4 separate regions of the Sus scrofa genome follow, and regions 1, 2 and 3 are each linked to region 4. A link is a contact called in public targeted proximity ligation data. All regions are on one chromosome and are shown on one strand. The core of a region is the stretch at or near the end of the contact, and the rest is flanking DNA. Distances in the headings are between cores, read along the strand shown.

Region 1 (3,024 bases), core at 290-2,789, 170 kb before region 4:
ACTGAAATTTGGGCTCAGCAAGCATGGTGCCCATGGGGACCCTCAGAGCAACCATGGGGCAGGGGTCATTGGCAGGGCAGTCGTGGGTCCCGTCCCTGAGGCCCCACCCCCAGCATTTCTCACCCACTGGCCTCTGAGGGAGCTTCCACTTCCCCATCTAGCCCTCTGGGTTTCAGTTCCTCAGTGCAGACAATGCTGTTAGGCTCTTGTGTCCCACAAGGCTGCCTCCTGCGCTTCGGGATGGAAGTGCAGAGAAAGCTGTGATGACGGCGAGGGGGTAAATGGGGGCTGCCCAGCCCAGGCCCAGGGTTAGGGAGCTGAGTGAGTAGGTGACAGAGCTGGGAGGGGACAAGCTTGAGCACTGCCGTGTGTCAGGTGATGCCGCCCCAACTGTCCCCTCGTCACTGCTTAACCCTTCCCGCTGTTGCTACCCATGTGACAGGTATCGCCGTGGACCCCCGCCACCTCTCCCTGGTCGCTGACTATATGTGCTTCGAGGGTGTTTACAAGCCACTGAACCGCTTTGGGATCCGGTCCAACTCCTCCCCTCTGCAGCAGATGACGTTTGAAACCAGCTTCCAATTTCTGAAGCAGGCCACCATGATGGGTCAGTCCCCTCTCCCGAGCCTGCTCTGGGCACCTTTCCTCACACCTCCCATGCTGGGGAGGCCTTGAAGGCTCATGAAGCAGCTGGAGTAGGGGGAGCAGATGGAAAGCTGCCTCTGGCTTTTGAAGGAAAGGGTGAGGGGCTTCCTCTCTCTGAAAGGCAGAGGCAATGCTGCCCCAGAGCCTCAGGACCACTCCTCGTGACCTCAGGCTCCCATCCACCCAGCCTCAGTTGAGCCCCCCCGAACCCCTTACCTCACCCCCAACTTCTCCCTCGGTTACCACCCAGCCGCCTCACAAGCGTTCCTGTGTCTTTCCCAGGGTCCCACGACGAGCTGAGGTCTCCGTCCGCCTGCCTCGTGGTCGGGAAGGTTGTCAGAGGTGGGACGGGCCTGTTTGAGCTCAAGCAGCCCCTGAGATAACAGCCTCCATGCACCCTGCGCCTGGCCTGCTGAGAACCAGGGACTGGTGACAGCGCAGAGCCTGGCAGTAACCTTGGGGGAGTCCAAAGAGCAACTGGCCTCTGGGCTGGACCAGCTTCACCTGGGAAGTGGCTGCATTGCTCATCCTTGCTCCCCTCCATCTCAGGATGCAAACATTCTCCTCCAAGTCAGTCATCAAGGTGGCCAGACCTCCCCGCTGTGCTACAGGAGGCCTCAGAGGGGGAATCCCTGCCCCCCGACCCCCCCACCCCAGGGTAGAGAGGACTCACTGCTATGAATAGGCAGTGACCACAGCCAGGATTCCTGGGACTCAGGCCATTCTTGCTGCCCCACAGCCCACTCCTCCCAGCTGCACCAGCCCCTGGGGAAAGACTTCCCAAGGAGGCTTCCGCTCAGCCTCTTTCCCTGGATGAAGCACAGCATGGCAGAGACCTCCACCCACGCAGCTTTTGTGCCTGAGGCAGAGCCCTGGCCCTGCTGGTGTGTGGCTACGTGTCCTTCTAGACCAGATCAGCCCTGAGTCTGGGGCTGGTCTCTCTGGGGCCACAGCTGCTCACTCCACGCAGAAAACCCTGAATCGCCAGTCCAGCCGCCTCTTTTGAACAAGTTGCTGGGCTCCCTGCCTTGCTCTGCTCTCAGTCTAGCACTGAGGCCTGCATCCCTCTCTACAGGCTGTACCCCATCCGGGGTCGTCCGGCCTCCCCTGATCTCTGGCACCAGCAGCAGGGGGCCCTGGCATGAACAGAAAAGTCAGAGGACTTGTCCCAAGACTTTGTAAAATCAGGGGCTGGTTCTATTTTTGTCTAATGTTATTCCAGCTCAGGCTGAGTAATAAACATCACTGGGAGGGAAATTTTTTTCAAATATTTGGGACTTTTTGGTTATGTGCTCAGCTTGCCATTTCTGCATTTGTGATTTGAGGACTCAAGACTGAGATTTCTCAGCAGTCCTGTCTCGGGTTCCTCTTCCTGTTTCGTTGGGGTTTTTTTTGTTTTTTTTGTTTTTTTGTTTTTTTTAAGGCGGCGGGGGTGGGGGGGTTTCCCTTGGCAGAGGATGTGGGAGAAAGCTCAGCCTGGCAGCCTCCCGCTCTGACACCAGCCTGCTCCTGTGGTGTCCCCTGCCACAGCCGCTTCTGGCTCTGAGTTTGGGAGCGCAGAGCAAGTGGGTGGGAGCTGTGTGTGTCTGGGATGGAAAGGGAGAATGACCACGCTGCTTCCTCAGACACACAATGGGACCCAGCCTGTGTATCCTGGGCCTGCACCAGGGAAGACAGCTTCTGAAGGACGCAGGAAGAAGGATTAGGATGGGACCCTGTACCACAGGCTGAGATATGTGTTCTCGGAGTTAAAGGGCCAGTTTACTGCTTGATAATATCCACTCATACTAGAATCGTAGGGGAGGTCCTTAGAGGAGGTTTCAGGTACCCATTGGACAAGTGAGCTTGGGGTTGGTTACCCGGCCAACATGGCTCAACCCCACCAGGGCACTGCGGGCAAGAAGGGGGAGGAGCGAGTCCTGAATGTGGATAGGGCATGGATCGTGCATGCTCAAATCAGACCCCAGACCTGCGTCGGAAGCGGAGGTGACGGCCCCCTTCCCTTTCTGCCCGACCCTCAACCCTCCAAGTGTGTCCTGGGCTTAAAGTGGGATATCCCTGGTTCGCAAGCAGACGCTCAAAACCTCTTACATCTTGGTGGACCAGAGATCCTCCCCTTGCTCCCCCACAAGATTTACACACTCCCTTCAGCAGCTCTCTGTTCAGAAGCCTCCATGGTGGCCTCTTTTGCCGGTTAGACAGCTCATTCTTAGAACTATTCTCAGTATTGTAAATGCTTTTTTCTGAGGGCACAGTTGGTTTTTGGAAAGAGCCACAAGTAGGTCCACATCCGATCTAAGGGAGAGAACAGATCAAGCTGCACGGTCATTTTATTTATTTTTTTAAAGGCCGCACCCGCAGCATATGGAAGTTCCCAGG
Region 2 (2,965 bases), core at 68-2,567, 250 kb before region 4:
TAAAATTACACTTCCCCGATAGGGATCGACTTTAGGACGGGATGAACTCTTTCAAATTGTGCTGTTTCTCATGACATGTATGTGCAGAACACACACACTGCTGTCTTCTGGATGAATGCTGACAGGTGCTGCTGTTAAAGCAAAAGAAACATGTAGAAAAATATAAACTTTGGGGACTTCCAGGAAAGGAACTGGGATTGAACAGCAGCAGTGAGGCTGCTGCAGTACCAGGTGGAGCGTTTTCTCTTTCGTTGTGAGGAGAGTTGGAGGAGAGTATTATATATAAAACTTATACTGTAAATTAAACATTCCATTCATTCCTCACAACTTTTCAGATGACTATTACTAGCACCCACCTTCACATAAAGGTATTTATCTCCTACCACCTCGCAAAGGAAATGGCAAACGGTGAATTTAAAACTAGGTCGTTTTCAAACTTTTTACAACAAATTCCCGTCTCTCATACTTCCAACAACACCACTGTTTGTACTGAGTGGGAAAAAAACCACACAAATGATACATATGCCAAGCTTTAACAATCACAGCAATCCTATTCAGAACTTTTAGACTTTTCTGTTTTTATGGACACCTAGATGATTTCTTTGGCCAAACAACCAGCATACAACGGAATCCATAATCTGCCTTTAATTTGATAAGACCTGATTTACCCTGGTCCTCTCCGGCGGGTGAAAACAGATAAGGGACGATAAAATTTTTTACTTAAAGCTTGTGGCGGGGTTGCTAATAACCACACTCACTAAAATGCAAGCTCAACAACATCGGGACCCTAATCTTGCCAAGAATTTTAATCCCGGCGTATGCCAAGCAAGCAAAAAATATCCCTTTAAGAAGTGCTTTTGGATCCCTCATTCAAGGACGCGGGATCCACGTGCCGGGCTTCCCCGGTACGCGGCCGCAAGCGCGCGCAATCTTCTCCAGTACCTTGTTCCCCAGCTCTCAGGGGGAAAGAAGATACACAAGGCCAAGTTGATCCCAGGGTCTTTTTCAGGGGTCCTCCAAGTTTCTCTTACCTGCTTCTGGGGGTCCGTCCACATGGACCCACCCGCCGACCCGTCAGAGGTAAGCAAAGCCCGCTGCGGACCCCCAGCCAGCGAGCCGAGGCCACAGCCGCCATCTTTGGTGTCTTCGCATAGCATGCTGGGAAAGCACGCCCTCCACCTTAAGAGGGAGGTGGGCGGGGACTAGCTCGGCTATTGGCTGAGACCGACAAGACGAAAGCCATCGTAAAAAAGGTTTCAAACTCATGGTTTGAAATACTTTATATGGGAAGTTAAAGGCTCTACAAGCCTAATTTTCCTCTAAGACATTTCCAAAAAGTATCAATTCTATGTTTTATATGTCTTCAATCGTTTTCAAGATAAAAGGGAGAACAAGAGTCGTGAAATTATTTTCCTTCCCCCCTCAACAGAAGTAAACTCGTCCATGTACTGCTCCTTCCAGCGAGCATTTCTCCCGCGCAAGCGCAGTTTAAATCACGTGGTGGTAGCGGGCTTGAGGCCCCGTTAAGACCTTACCCGTGGCCGCTGGAATATCTGTCTGGGTAGCAGAGCTTGGAACCGACCTGGAGGATGTTGGGCTCAAAGAACATGCCCTGGCGGCGGCTGCAGGGCATTTCCTTCGGGATGTATTCAGCCGAAGAGCTCAAGTAAGGAGTTGGTGGGGAGCACGCAGAACCTCTTGCGGTCGGGGCCGTAAACTACCGTTTCCAGAAGGTCTTGAGCCCAGTTGCTCCTCTCTGGCCCTGGCTTTCTGGCGCGTGGCCTGCTGGGACTCGTAGTCCCGGGAACGTCTTGCGCTCTCAGGCATTGCCTAGAGCAGAGCGTGGCTGGGGTAGTAGAGTTTGTATGTGGGGAGGTGAAGGTTCCCAGATTGCAGCGTTATCATCTTCCAGTCTTTTTCGCTAATTAGCCAACCTTTGTGGAGTTACTATAATTATCTGACGCGGTTTGCTAAGCACATGATTCTTCTTCTCGTCTATAAAATGGTTATTCTTCAAGGCTCCTTTCAGAAGACAACTTCTCTCTCTTGGGACCTTTCTATATTTTCCGCCTATATACTAAATCAAAAGGGTTCTCTTAAATCATTTTGATCACTGCAGCATTTGACAATCTTCATATTTTCCAGGACCATATTGTCTTTAGATTTTATTTTTGCGACAAGTACTTCTTTCTTACTCCTTTACTCAACCAGTTTATCAACCCACAAACATTTATCCATCATCCCGTTTTTGCCTGGCATTCGTGACACATTGGTGAACAAAGGCTTTGTATTCATAGCTTATCTTAGAATTCTTCTCAGACTCCTTAACTAATTCGGCTTTTCCTTAAATCTTGCAATCCCTCGAGATTCTATTCTTTTTTTTTTTTTTTTGCTTTTTAGGGCCGCACCCAAGGTATATGGAGGTTCCCAGGCTAGGGGTCTAATCAGAGCTATATCTGCCAGTATACACCACAGCCACAACGCCAAATCCCAGCCATGTCTGTGACCTACACCATACTCATGGCAACGCCGGATCCTTAATCCACTGAGCAAGGCCAGGGATTGAACTGCAACCTCAGGGTTACTAGTCAGATTTGTATCTGCTGCTGTGAAACTCCTCAAGATTCTGTTCTGATCATACAGCTTTCTTGTCCTAATTGTCCTGCTTAGACACATTCACCGTTTTCATGATTAATACTCAAATTTAAATCTCCAGCACAAATTTCTTTTCCCTGTTTTTCAGACTCATGTTTTCAGCTGTGTTCTAGACATCTCTACTTGAATTTCACACAGAGGTCTTAAACCTATGAGATACACCAAAAACTCAGCAACAGCCCCTCTCCCCCGCAACGGAGGGAGAACTTGCTCCTCCAAAATAGTGTACCTAGGCTCGTACAAAATAATTACAGTTTTGTGACATGACACAAATTCTAGACCTGTTTCTCCTGACATCTAATTTGCCTAT
Region 3 (2,788 bases), core at 218-2,717, 190 kb before region 4:
GATGCTGCATGGGGGGAGAGGAGGGGAGGCATGGCTGGTGTGAGGGGGCAGTGGCAGGATATGCAGGTGGATACGTTCCAGGGTGGGGGGCCTGAGGCTAGGGAGAGGCCTGGAGATGCAGCCTATGGGGCTGGTGCTGATGCTGAGAGCTGCAGCCCCAGGGGTGACCAGTGCCTCAGCATCTTTAGCAAAGGGGACCTGAGTGCCCAACACTAGCCTTGCCTGACCCAGGCTGTGTACCAGCAAGACAGTGTGATTAACGCTGAGCTCTGTCCTTGGAGCTCAGGGGAACAGTAGCTCCCAGGAACCTTCCTCTTAAGGTGGTAGGAGGAGAAGCCAAGGCAAGGTGCCAGAGAAGTAGGCTGAGGCCAGCCCTGGGGCCACAGAGGGAGAGGCTGAGGGAGGCAGCTGACCACTGGGAGCGCCGAGGAGGAAAGGCTCCGGCAGGGGTATCACGTCAGCATTTAGTTCCTAGTGTCCCCTTTGTCCTGACAAGCTCTGGGTTGATGGCATTGGATGGGGAGGCTGCCCCGCTGCTTTGCCTGCCTTGTGGACCTAAGGACACGGGTCCCCAGGGAGCTCTGCCATCCCAGAGAGGAAAAGGGCCAGCAGTTGCCCCGCAGCAGGGGCCGGAGATAGGAGCCAAGGCAGAGCAGAGGCAGCCAACTCCTCAGGCTGTGACCTCTGACGGGAGCAATGCCATAGGTCAGAGCCAGGGGCACGGGGGCCATCCTGCCCCGGAGGCTTGCTCAGCTGCAGTACAGTCCCCTTTCTGCCTTCCACCGCCCCGCCAGAGGCCGCCCTGTGAGGGGACGAGCCCAGTGGGCACTGAGCCGCTGGTGTCTGTACAGGTGCATCATCAAGCACCTGGAGGGGCTGGTCGTCCAGTATGACCTGACGGTCCGGGACAGCGACGGCAGCGTGGTGCAGTTCCTGTACGGGGAGGACGGCCTGGACATCCCCAAGACACAGTTCCTGCAGCCCAAGCAGTTCCCCTTCCTTGCCAGCAACTACGAGGTAGGACTGCCAACCCCCCGCGCCAGCGGGTGGTGGCCCGGGGCCGTGCGGTGGGCCTCCCACCCTGAGCTTTGCCACCCACTCAGAGTGGCTGCTAAAGTCTAGAGTGCGAAGAGCTTACAAGCACCAGGCGATGCCTTAACACCTGACATCTTCAGAGCCCCTCTGTTCTCTGTGAGGTGGCAGAGAGGCTCTCACTCTTCTAGAGCAACAGCCCCAAGTGGTTGTTGCTGCTGCCTGCTTCCCCCTCCCTGCAGCCTGGGTCTCAGGTGCTTCTTTCCCCATTTTATAGCTGAGGCGACTGAGGAAGAGCTTAAGTCACTGGCTGGGGCGGGGGGGTGCCAGGGCTTGTGTCTGCACCTGGGCTCTCTGACACACAGGCTCATGGTTTTCATACCTCACCTCGCTGCCCCAAGAGTGACTGTTAGTGAGCAGTCACTAACAGCCTGAGGGGTTGGCTGCCTTAGTCACTCCGTTTGGCAGATTGGGTGGTTGAAGCTGCCATGACCTCTCCAGGGTCGTACAACAGATGGTCAAATAGAAAGTTATGCCCCGAGGCTGGCTCCTCTCCACCTTGGCTCTTGTCTCCTCCTCCTTTCTTCCCTTTCTTCCCAGAAATTCCATGTTCTGGAAGGATTCTGAGTGTGCTGGTCTCTCCCCGTGAGCTCAGCTCCCAAGTCTGCTTGGCGCAGAGTTAGGCCCCGCCGAGAGGCATTGTGCAGGCTCCATACAGGCCACCGCCGAAGTTGCGTGAGGTGGCCCATGTGTCACGCCCACCCTCATCCCTTTTTGTTCTTGTGTGTGTGGTTCGTTTAGGTGATAATGAAATCGAAGCATCTCCGTGAGGTTTTATCCAAAGCAGAGCCCAAAAAAGCTCTCCGCCACTTCAGAGCCATCAAGAAATGGCAAAGCAGACATTCTAACTCCCTGCTGAGGGAGGGCGCCTTCTTGAACTATTCCCAGAAGATTCAGGCAGCTGTGAAAGCTTTGAACCTCGAGGGCGCAAACCAGAACGGCCGCAGCCCTGAGACTCACCAGGTGATTACTGCGGGCGATACTGGGGGCCGGGGCTTCAGGGATGAAGGTTTTTTCCTCCGTGGAAGGTACCAGTAACGAAGTGTGGTGTCCTTCGCTGTCAGTCAGGGAACAAATGGCACTCAAATAAGAATTTATAGAGGGAAATCTTTACAAAGGTGTGAGCAGGGTTTCAGGACGCTAACCGGGGCTGGAAAGGGGGGGTTCCCCACCTGCCGAAGGCAGGAACAGCCACCAGGAGTGGAGAGGGTGGTAGTGGGCAGAGGCCCTCAGCAGAGGCCCAGGCTCCTCAGAGACCCCCTAAGAGGAGCTAAGGAAAGATGCCCAGCCTCCCTCTCCTCCCACCCGCCCCTTTGCTCCTGGAACCTCCATCAGCCAAATGCAACTGGGTGCTATGGAACAGCTTTGGGGCATGGAGCATGTGAAAACCTGGATGGGGGACAAGCGGGGCTCCAGCACAGTCACCTGGCTTGTGACTGTGGCCTGGTTGCCCTGGGACAGCCCGGGCTTTGCCTCTCATGCCGGTATCATTAGTAGTAGCGCCCCACGTTACTCGACAAGAACCTGCTTGGACAGGAACTCCTGCAATCACCGTGCCTGTGCTTAAACAGGCTGGGACCAGTTGCTCAAAGTCATGGTCATGCAGTGCCCCCTGGGGTGGTTCAGTTTCTCCTCATTTTAAATGTCGAGATGCTTTTCTCATCGCAGTCAGGCTTCAGTCTCTTTCCCCCGCTCT
Region 4 (3,013 bases), core at 77-2,576:
CACTTCAGATAAGTCCACTGAAAGGCGAAGAAAGGACTTAACTGAGGGTTCTGACCACCTGCATCTCAGCCCACTGCTACTTCAAAAGTCTCTGTAGAGGAGTTCCCATCGTGGCGCAGTGGTTAACGAATCCGACTAGGAACCATGAGGTTGCGGGTTCGATCCCTGGCCTTGCTCAGTGGGTTAACGATCCGGCGTTGCCGTGAACTGTGGTATAGGCTGCAGACTCGGCTCGGATCCCGAGTTGCTGTGGCTCTGGCGTAGGCCGGCGGCTACAGCTCCGATTGGACCCCTAGCCTGGGAACCTCCATATGCTGCGGGAGCGGCCCAAGAAATAGCAAAAAGACAAAAAAAAAAAAAAAAAGTAAAAAGTCTCTGTAGAATTTTCCCCAAACCTCTCTCCAAAAAATGCCAGTTCTGATTTTCTTCCCTTCTTCCTCCTCTCTGCCCACCCCCACCTCCTGCTCACATCCTGTCTCAAATATTGATTTAACTTCTCTCCATCTAGAATGAATCCTTCCTCTTCAGGTCATTGGCAAATTTGGGCTGACAATTGAGGAGATTCTGGCCTGGAGCAAGGAGCCAGATTCAAAAACCACAGCCTTGTTTGGATTTGTCAAATGTCAAAACTTCCTGCAGAAACAAAGGACTATCCAATTTCTATTTTCTAATTTTGAATACCGCTGAAAAAAGAGAACAGGATTTTAAATAGCATTTAACACTGAGATATGAAATAGAAGAAAATCTTACTTAGATCATTTTTCACTTCTTGAGGCTTTTTGAAGTCTCCGTGTACATCAAGAGATAACATGACCTCCTTTGCATAACAAACTTGGTTTAAGTAACCCTGCAACTGTCTGGCCTAACACCCTGGGGAAACCCCAAAACTCTAATAACACCCACAGATGCAGCTTTGTTGTAAGAGAGAAAGGAGAGGGAAATATTTTGAAGTGTTTTTCTTATGGGCTAACAGTCCAAAAGTTGGTGTGTCCACAGAGACGGCGCGGCCGGGCACTTGTCCACCGTCAGTTCTTGGGGTGCCTTCATGGTGTTGTCTTTATCTGGTTCAGAGATCTGTTGGCTCTTCTTCTGGGAGAGCTCTCACCAGGTCAGAATGAAGGCCAGGCTGAGCCTTACCTGCTCCGGATGCAGCCCCACATTTACCAAAACTTAGAATGGAAATCAAAACCAATGACTGTTTTATTTTTAAACACACAAAAATATACCAGCTCCCAGAATATGAAAGTGAGACTAACAGTGCGAGCCCTTTTGCTGACTCAGTTCTGCGGCTCTAGCTAACCATTCTCTGGCTAACCACTCTGGCAGACCATTCTGTTCTGAACACCATGTGTTCAAATGCTGGAAACAGTTGATGCAGAGTCCACAGTTCCAGACAGATGCTCTTGGTTATATCTTAGTACTCAGCGGGTCTACCCTAAGGGTACCTCTGCCTTGTGGCAGCTGGTGCCAGCTCCTCTGCTGCTTTGCAGGCTTGGCCACCCTTAGTCCCATTAGCCTTCCAAGAGCCCAGGCTGGACCCTCATGGATAGGCTGCATCCTGATGGACAGGCTGCACACAGAATGGACCCTGTCCTAGAGGGAGTTCAGCCCAGAGCGAAAAAGATGTTACAGAGGAGAACATGACAGCATGGCGTTAGAGCACAGAGGAGGGTACCGTGAAGCACGTGGAGGATGCCAGGGAAGTCAGCCCGGGACCAAAGCAGGAGAAGTGGGGAGGAGTGGGGTAGCAGAGAGAACAGATTTCTGTGACAGCATGAAAGCTTTATCAGAGCAAACGCAACAGGTAGGTACAGATAGGCTCAGGGTAAGACTTCTAGAGGGAGGAAGCCGGTGGTCCAGGCTAAGATGAACGTCAGGGTAAAACGCAACCTGGAGCCACGAGCGGATGTTAATAGAAAAGCAGCTTGATTCAATTGAAACTGAAACACACCTTTGTGGCGGCAGGTGGAAAGAAAACGGGGTGGGGTGAGTGGGAAACCCAGGACGGTGATTTCACCGTGAGCAAGACTGAAAAGTAAGTGGACCAGGTGGGCTGGACCTGGTGGGCAAGGAGGTAGCCCTACCTCGGCCGGGACACCCCTGAAGGCTTCGGGGAAAACCACAGCCCCTCTCTGGGTTTCTCATCTGTTAAACAGGGCATGGGGTAGGGGTAGAGACGCAGCACTCAATTTCTAATTAATAGAAAGAAAACTCCTACACGAAAACGAGCGGCTGTTAGAATGGGGCACAGCGCCACCTAGTGTCCATGTGGTGTGTGCGCAGCTCTCCGAGCCCTGGGCTTCCAGGCAGCCCCCAGCGCCCAGGTGGGACCTGTTCCACCTGGAAGGTCAGGATTCTTCTGTGGCTAGGGCACTTCCCTCCTTCCTGCACTGTTCCTGACCACTTCTCCTTGGTCTCACATTCCCACGCTTCTTCCCTCGATCCTCTTTTCTTTTCCCCTTAATCTCTCCATGAATCACACTTTGATCCTGACTCTCTTTACTCCCATGCCCCAGTCTGCAGTACAGCCTCCCCATCAAGTCTCCAGAGCCCCGGCCCAGCATGTCACCTTCTTCAGGACATTTCCTTCTCCCCAGCTAGCCTGGACTTCACCCTTCAAAGGCCTAAAGTGCTCTGTTTGGAGTTCCCGTCGTGGCTCAGTGGTTAACAAATCTGACTAGGAACCATAGGGTTTAGGGTTCGATCCCTGGCCTTGCTCAGTGGGTTAAGGATCCGGTGTTGCCATGAGCTGTGGTGTAGGTTGCAGACTCGGCTCAGATCCCGCATTGCTGTGGCTCTGGGGTAAGCCGGCGGCTACATCTCCAATTAGACCCCTAGCCTGGGAACCTCCATATGCCACAGGAGTGGCCCTAGAAAAGGCAAAAAGACAAAAAAAAAAAAAAAAGAAAAAAGAAAGTTTTCTGTTCACACCAGGGATCTTCCACTGACTCAGTTTCTCTCTCTCTCCCCCCATCTCTCTCTGTTTTTTAGGGCCACACCCATGGTTTATGGA

The links.
Region 1: a contact with region 4 is called in a targeted proximity ligation map of skeletal muscle. A contact is called at or near these places in 6 of 47 Hi-C or Micro-C datasets (alveolar macrophages, blood, epiblast stem cells and 2 more) and 1 of 2 datasets of targeted methods (skeletal muscle).
Region 2: a contact with region 4 is called in a targeted proximity ligation map of skeletal muscle, with 6 times the contacts expected there. A contact is called at or near these places in 4 of 5 promoter capture datasets (fetal liver, fetal skeletal muscle and liver), 4 of 47 Hi-C or Micro-C datasets (adipose tissue, blood, fetal skeletal muscle and 1 more) and 2 of 2 datasets of targeted methods (alveolar macrophages and skeletal muscle).
Region 3: a contact with region 4 is called in a targeted proximity ligation map of skeletal muscle, with 6 times the contacts expected there. A contact is called at or near these places in 1 of 47 Hi-C or Micro-C datasets (embryonic fibroblasts) and 1 of 2 datasets of targeted methods (skeletal muscle).

The regions. Positions count from the first base shown.
Region 1 is chr3:58,748,527-58,751,550 of Sscrofa11.1, forward strand. POLR1A (DNA-directed RNA polymerase I subunit RPA1) reads left to right here. Exons shown (of 34, transcript XM_005662406.3): 33 at 443-607; 34 at 928-1,915. The coding sequence ends at 1,028. Among named protein-coding and RNA genes, the nearest start is that of POLR1A, 80 kb to the left of the region's middle.
Region 2 is chr3:58,669,060-58,672,024 of Sscrofa11.1, forward strand. It overlaps POLR1A (DNA-directed RNA polymerase I subunit RPA1), which reads left to right and starts at 1,318. Exons shown (of 34, transcript XM_005662406.3): 1 at 1,318-1,666. The coding sequence starts at 1,590. PTCD3 (pentatricopeptide repeat domain 3) reads right to left here and starts at 1,154. Exons shown (of 24, transcript NM_001243030.1): 1 at 1,032-1,154. The coding sequence starts at 1,135.
Region 3 is chr3:58,731,479-58,734,266 of Sscrofa11.1, forward strand. POLR1A (DNA-directed RNA polymerase I subunit RPA1) reads left to right here. Exons shown (of 34, transcript XM_005662406.3): 22 at 852-1,017; 23 at 1,834-2,055. Among named protein-coding and RNA genes, the nearest start is that of POLR1A, 62 kb to the left of the region's middle.
Region 4 is chr3:58,921,500-58,924,512 of Sscrofa11.1, forward strand. No RefSeq gene overlaps it. Among named protein-coding and RNA genes, the nearest start is that of ST3GAL5, 60 kb to the left of the region's middle.